2 separate regions of the Zea mays genome follow, and region 2 is linked to region 1. Evidence: chromatin contacts called from public Hi-C data. All regions are on one chromosome and are shown on one strand. Each heading gives the region's core, a stretch centred on a gene start, on an enhancer-like site or on the middle of the called end of the contact. The rest is flanking DNA. Distances are from core to core; before and after follow the strand shown. Region 1 holds the start of LOC100383799. Region 2 holds the start of LOC100284120 (AGP16).

The links. Hi-C and Micro-C count contacts between places; a contact is called where the count stands out from the background.
Region 2: a Hi-C map of tassel shows a contact between it and region 1, with 3 times the contacts expected there. The contact joins the promoter of LOC100284120 here to the promoter of LOC100383799 in region 1. A contact is called at or near these places in 2 of 25 Hi-C or Micro-C datasets (ear and tassel).

What each region holds. Positions count from the first base shown.
Region 1 is chr4:230,492,129-230,495,920 of Zm-B73-REFERENCE-NAM-5.0, reverse strand. It overlaps LOC100383799, which reads left to right and starts at 1,636. Exons shown (of 3, transcript NM_001176433.1): 1 at 1,636-1,999; 2 at 2,509-2,728; 3 at 2,988-3,752. The coding sequence starts at 2,717. The coding sequence ends at 3,488.
Region 2 is chr4:230,653,964-230,657,794 of Zm-B73-REFERENCE-NAM-5.0, reverse strand. LOC100284120 (AGP16) reads left to right here and starts at 1,977. Exons shown (of 2, transcript NM_001331151.1): 1 at 1,977-2,058. The coding sequence starts at 2,037.

The sequences.
Region 1 (3,792 bases), core at 387-2,886:
AGTACTAAGTCTAACGATGTGTCAGTCATCTTCATGTGAAAGAGCGTCCGTGTTTTATCCGCTGTACTTTGATGATGATATTATTTAAGACACTTATGTCTAAATGATGTAATAAAGTTACTCTACTTTATTTATAACTTATTATATTATATTTTGATATATTAGACTTGCGACATTAACATATATATGAAAAATAGATTCTCATATGTATATATATATATTATGTATTCGGTTTTGACCATAAAATCGAGTGTGACAAAAACTCGAGAGAATACTGAAAGCACTTTGAGCCGCGCTTTCCTCGCCACTCTTCCCTCCAACGGGAGGTGCACTATGGTCATCCCAATCCAAGAAGGAATGGAGGATACACTTGCGTGGCATGGAGATCCTAAAGGAAATTTCTCTGTTAAATCAGCATATGCCTTGGCAAGTAGGAGACGTGACCATCACAATAATGCAGATGCATACTCCTCAATTAGCGGGCGAGGGGAGAACGTTTGGAAGTCAATATGGAATGTAAATGTGACTAACAAAATAAAAATGTTCTTATGGAGGTTAGCCCACAATAGCCACCCTGTCAGAGTAAACATAGCAAGAAGAGGTATAAAAATTGAAACTCTGTGCCCCATGTGTTTCCGTCTTGATGAAGATGGTGGCCATCTCTTTTTTAAATGCAAAAAAGTGAAGCAGGTCTGGAGGTGTTTATGTCTGGAGGACACAAGAATACTCCTGGCAAGCAAAGCGTCGGCTTTGGAGGTCATTGAATCCATCCTAACTCTCCGAGAAGAAACCAAGATTAAGGTCGTGCTGTTGTTATGGTGCTGGTGGTCAGCTCGCAATAAGGCAATCCAAGGGGAAAGGTGTGGATCTACTGAAGAGGTGTGCAATACTGTTGCCTACCATTTGATGAATATGGAGAAACTTCAGATAGGAAAATCTGCTAGAGCCCCACCTATGAACCTAAAATGGCAGCCTCCCCCAGCAGGCTTTTACAAAATAAATTGCGATGGCTCATATCTGGCGAAATCAGGTTTGGGCGGCTGGGGATGTATTATCAGGGGCCACGATGGCAGTTTCTTGGCTGCGGGGGCGGGCACTTTGACTGGCATATCCTCTACCCTTCATGCTGAGAGCGTCGCCTGTATGAAAGGTTTGGAGCTGGCTGTTTTCCTTGGAATGCAAAATGTGATGATTGAAACCGATGCTGCGATCCTGAAGACGGCGTTGACCTCACAAGAATATGACCTCTCTGCTTTAGGCGTAGTATTCAAGGAAATAAGGAGTAGGATGTTTTCTGAGTTTGCTTGTTGTATTGTGTCTAAATGTCAAAGAACCTGTAATTTAGTTGCTGACTGTTTAACTGCTCATGGAGCAAATTCAGGTGACGTTGACTCTAGTTTATGGCTAGATCATGCACCGGACTTCATTTGTAATATTGTCTCCGGCGATGTGCCTAGAGCTGCTTAATAGCCATGGAATGCGTTTCCATTTCAAAAAAAAAAGGGAGGTGGACTATTTCACCGCCGCAACCAACAAAACATATCGAAAGCTCGCCACCCACCCGCCTCGGTGGTGCCGCCATAACATATGCCCGTCGCTCCCCCTCCCCTTCGTTTCTCTTTCCCTCCGCTTCCGCTCCCGTCCTTCCTCCCCTCACCGGGACCCCCAGACAGCGCGCGCCGGCGCAATGCGGTGGGACGCGTCGGAAGCAGAGGTAGCCCTTGAGCGGATCTGGGAACTCCATGACCGCCTCAGCGACGCCATCCTCGCCGCCTCCCGCGCGCACCTCTTCCTGCTCGCTCCCCAGCCTCCTCCCGTGCCGTCCGCGCCACCCGTCAAAGGGGCCCACCGAGTCAGCGGCGGTAGGAACGGCTGCGTCTTCGTCAAGGGCGGAGGAGAGGCGCTGGCCGCCGCCGCGGAGTCCGTGTCCGAGGTCAGGAGCCTGCACGCCATCCGCTCTGCGCTCGAGGACGTCGAGGACCACCTCGAGTTTTTACACGTGAGGCTCCTGGTTCCCTTCCACCCCTCTGCTCCCCTATGGATAGAGCATCCCAGTCCCAGCTCTTCTAGGGTTCCGCGCGGTTGGCACTTGGCAGTGTGAGTTAATTCTGGTTAGGACCACCGCTTCTGGGCTGCTGCTGTGACGAATGGGGACTGCTTTTTGGAGCCCCGGTCGCGCGTTGTTCTCGTGATTGCCGGTCGTTGCGTTGAAGCCATTGAGCATGAGAAATTAGCGAGTCCTCATCACCAATATTGCCCGTGCCTCTGCTTGTTTTGTGGCTAATGGATTGTTCATTCTCGAACTGAATTGGATGACCGTATCCATGGTAATCCATGGTAATCCATAATGGCCACTTGTGTTTTATTGGGATACAATGCTTGTATGGTATTCTAATGGTAGAAACTAAGTTGCTGTTGAATATCTATTCTACTAGGTGGGCTTTTAATGTTTTGCCATGATTCTGAATTTACGTTTGTTATTGGAATTGTTATTTACTTAGAGTTCAGGTCATTTGGCTCACAAGTGGTTGGCCTTGAATGGTTGAGGTGCAAATATCTCGCTCACTGGAGCCACATGGCCTTCATTGCCCTCGGGTGCTTGCTCTCTTATGTTTCATGTCCTCTCGATGCCAGTTGGGGCCGAATACTTTATAAGTTGATTGTTACTTCGTGCAAAGCGCCAATATAGGAGCACCATTACTATGTAAAAACTTCCATGTCCTGTGCTGTAAGTACTTAGATCACTTACTTATTAAATTTATTCTGTTTTACTATTTTAGCAAAATGAGTTCTCAGATTTTTAAGGGGAAAAATCACTACCACAAAGTTGCCCAATGGCAAGGGTTAGTGGATTTAATAGACATTTACATGCATATCCATTATCAACACTTTCAAGTGCTGGGGCCTTTAGTTAACTTAGTTTTACTTGTTCCTGTTGAATCTTTTTGTGAGATCTATTTCTCACTAGTGTTAATTTTGCTTTACAGACTGTTCAATCACGACATCAGGCAGAGCGAGATTCTGCAATTGCTAGACTGGAGCAAAGCCGTCTAGTCCTTGCTACGAGGTTAGCAGAACATCAAGGGAAGAAGCATAGAATCATCGATGAGGTCTTGGCATTTGTTGGTGAAGTGAGTGACAAGAGTCAATTTATCTCATTTGAAGATGTTTGTGCTACCCATAGCCGATCAGAGGATGATGCAGAGGACAACAGGGGCAACGGTTCAAGGATTATGTCAAACATGTTATCTAGCAGTTTGTCTTTAGCCAAGAATTCATTTCGACTGGACAAGATTGGTGGTGCTCTCGGTAACGCTGCAATGTTTGCAGTAAGTGTGCTTGCTTTCTTCCAGCTGCATCAAATTACATTTGGAAGTAAAACTCCAGCCATGGAATACAGGAAGAGAATCGAGTACAGTATTCAACCAAGGAGCTCACAATCGAATGGGAAAGGAAAACTTCTGGAGGTTTACCTAGCAAGAGGCTGAAGAATTATTAGATCATTCTGTTTGGCTGTACAGAGTTTTAACCAAAGTTCGTTTTTGTCGGTTTTATTAGGGCGCTGATCATTCTTTACAATGGACTGGACCCTGTTCCAGGCAATTAGGGAACTTACTGTCTGATTCTTATAAATAGAGTTTGAAGGGAATTGCGTATTCTATCTCAAATTGTGAATGGCTTTGTGCTTAGAGATGGTCAGATGGATTGTTTGTAAACCATGTTCAAGCTAACTTGAACTGCCGTTATGCACTACTTTCTTGCCAGTTTTGATCATATTCATTCTACGAAAGA
Region 2 (3,831 bases), core at 728-3,227, 160 kb before region 1:
ATATAGCCAGCAATTACCCACGTACTACATACATAACTATGGAGGAATCTAGCTCCGTGGCTTCTAAAAAATACATTTGTCTCTAACATAGATGTGCGCGGCTCAGGTACGCTGGTTTTGTGTGGACTGATAAATAAGGCTCAGGTAAGCTGGTTTTGGAAGACAGGTTCAGCACTGCTTTCGGCGTTCAATTTGGCACTGATACTTCTGTATCTCCTTTGCCCTGAACGGATGGACCTGTGGCGCGAGACAAGTGCGAGGGCGGCGAGGTCTCCAACGGCACAGGATAGACAGAGCAATTCGGAAAGAATCCAGAGGCGGGATCTGCATCTGAGTGCTCGATGAATTGCTGCAGTGACTCGTTCCTGCGGGCTGTCAGCTGGGTTCCTCCAAGCTCTGTGGTGTCGGCTGTGGCGCCGAACTGGTAGGAGTCGAACCCGTCGAACATGGAGAGGCAGACGCGGGAGAGGAGCGCGTAGCGGTAGTGCCCGGCCTTGGAGTAGGAGACGCCAGGGTAGACGAAGGAAGCAGTCACCGGAACTGATGGCTGGCCGGGGAGGAAGAAGCGAGGGCGAGATCAAAGAGCAGGGAGAGGAGGTGGAGGAGGGAGCTCACCAGTTGATGGATCTGAGGTGCGACGCCTAGATCTGGTAGTGTGAGGAGCGGCGGTTGGGTGAGGAGGGTCGCTGTCGCCGCTGGGAGCCGCGTCGCCGCCGCGGAGAGATCCCCTCAGAGCTGCCCCGCCGCCGCCAGGTGCGAGATGCGAACGGGAGTCAGCTCATCCGGTTGATTTGGAGGAACGAGTCGCTGCTAGGGTTCTGTTGTATTTTGGAATGAGTGGATGACGGATGGGTAGACTCCGTGACGCTATCCAAACGATTTTGTAGGCTCGGATACAGGTTCGGATCACTCTGGATCTATGCCGTGCTGCAAACCAAACACACTGCAACAGATCACGGCACACCACATGAGTCACATGAGTTATGAGTCATAACTAGAGATGATAATGGAGACCCGATCCTGATTCTCCATAGGGAATTCTTCTATTAGATCCTGTTCGGTTGCGTCTGAATCACATAGGATTGGAGGAGATTAAGGGATTGTTTAGTTTATGGTTAACTGTACCATACTTTGCCTAAGGTTAGTCGTTCGAATTAAAAAAACTAATCTTAGACAGAAAAGTTAGGTAAAGCGTAACAAGTTAGGCAGTGAACCAAACATGGCTTAAATAAATTCATCCCTAGTCAAAATTGAATAGAAGATGATTTAATCTCTTCAACCCCTTGGATCCCGATGCAATCGAACAAACTCTTAGAGGATAGGGATGATAAAGTTTCTTCCCCGCCGAAATGTAAATGGAAAAATTCTCCTCCAACAGGAGGGACGGAGATGAGACATTATTATCTATTCTTGTTCTCCATGAGAACTCATTAAATTTATACGTGATGATGTTTTTTTATCACGAGGATGAAAATTGTGAGCTAAAACCAGAGAATTCCATCCCTAGTCATGAGACCTCCCTCCCTGTGCTACTGGGCCCACATAGCCCGGGCTCCAGCAGTGTGACGAGCTCACTCAGCCTATTCGCAACCGTTACCCCTAAATTTTCCCCCCTATATCACTTTCCCCCTCTATTTTTTCATCTCCCACAGCGGTTCCCCCTAAATATTCCTCATATATCTCACTACAACTAAAAAAATCATTTTCTATATCAACTATCAATTTTTATCGACTAACAATTACTCGTGGATCTACAACACAGTGTTTAGGGGATGAACAGTGACCCGCTAGATCTGAGAGGAGAGAGAAAAGGGCTGGAGTATTGTGTTGTATAGAGCACCGCTGCGATCGTAGAGTGCCCCTATATGCCATGCGAAGGGGAGGGGGCTGCGTAGGGGCTGCCTTTGGAGTTAGTCTCACCGGCCACCCGGCCGTCCTGCGCATTGGAAAGGGAATCTCACCAAGGCCCTAAACTGGCTCCACCGTGGTTCCCTTGCACGACGCCCTGCGGCGGGTCCGCCGAACACAGCGTCAAAATGGACCCACATGTCATCGAAGGTACGTAGCTTGCAAGCGGCGTTCTCAATAACATTCAGATGCGCAGCCACGTCGTAGCAGGCCTAGGCTTTTTTGAGGAGCGCGGACTAGGGAGTAGGGAGGACGGGACGGGAGAGAGAGAGAGAGGCGCGTGCGTTCGTGGTCGGTGCCGGTGCGTGCGTGGCGTGGTGGCCGCTGCCGTACGTGATCCGTCCACCCCCTCTCCTCTTCCGACGCCGGCGACAGCGGGAGGTACTCCCGGGGAGGAATGGCCGTGGCAAGGGCTCCGCTCGGCGCGGTTGCTGCGATGGCGGTGGCCGCTCTCGTCTTCGCCATACTCATGACCGCCGCCGCTGCGGCGCAGGCACCGGCGCCCGCGCCCACCAGCGACGGTGCGCAGTCTCGCTCTTTCTCTCTCATCTCCCTTCATTTCTTCCTGCCCGCAATCACAATGCAATCCGGACGCCGCGAATCTGTGCTCCGCGCGCCTGGATCGTGGGGCCGGACGCCGGAATCGCGTTCTGTTCGTTCCCCATTGTAACAAAAAAAAAAAATCTCCGGTGTTTGTCGATCTGGTTCTTTTGGGAACCAAGATGGAGAAAATCTCACAACTGTTCATCGCACAAGTTTTTCCCAGTGCTACCTGCATTGCCGTAGAATTTAGATCCCCCATGTCTGGACGTTAATTAATTATTACAGACACAATAATAATCGCGAATCTCCTGCATGTGTGCTTTCTTCTGCGGCAGTGCTGGTCAGGAAAGGATGCGTTTTCGCGAAAATACAAAGTTAACGCGAACAGTTGAGGCCCCGGAGGAAACTGCCATCTTTCAATTAAATAAATTCTTTCAGTTTTGACACATAACTCCAATGCAATTTTTTTGTTATATGCAAAACTTCTCTTATGAAGAATATTCACATCTTGACTAAACTGCTGTCAGATTTGCACTTCGTCTGTTGCGCCTGTCAGCAATGAGTTTGGTGGTTTTGCAGTTCGTAGAAATCTTGATTCTTGCTATGGCCGTCTCCTTGCATTTACGTTCTAATATAATACTAGTACTCTGGCAGCTACCATTGCCTACTTTTTCATGGAATGCCTCTTAGGGGGTGTTTGGGAACAAAGTTTTTCTGCAGTTTTGGAAGAATACTGCAGTATTCTCAAATACTGCAGTATTATATACATAATGGTGTTTGGCAAGCTGGGTAAAATCTCTGTTTTCAAAACTGAAGTATTGCAAATACTATAGTTGTTTTAAGGCATTCTAAACTTAGCTCTGGACCTCAGTTTTCAAAACTGCGGTATTATAAACTACGGTATTGTCATAACTAAAGTATAGTATAGTATTTCAAAAACTGTAGTTTTCAAAAACTTTGTTCCCAAACAGGGCCTTACTTGTTGTCTGTTCCACAAACAAACTGTCACATTGCCACAAGTAACGGGTTTGCTAGGTATATCTGATGTGAAATGAAAAATGTAGTCCTCTTTAATGATCTAGGCTGTATGTATTTGTTGGCTGCCCTTGATTGATCAAAGAGATAATCCTCTTTGGTGCCGTTATAAAAGAGAGATGGTCCCCTGTTAATCTTTTTATGGTCCTAGATAGATCCACACAGGTCCTTTTTCTTGTGCAAGTTCAGCCAGCTTCTATTTTCCTACCATTGTTTATACTGCCGATTGGTTGTGCAGTAGTTTTCTGCCCATATTGGTACCTTCCCTTGGCAAGCATGCCTTTGTCTAGGACGATGGAGATTTTCTTTGTCTGAAAATGATTGCAAACCAAAATTTCCAACGCT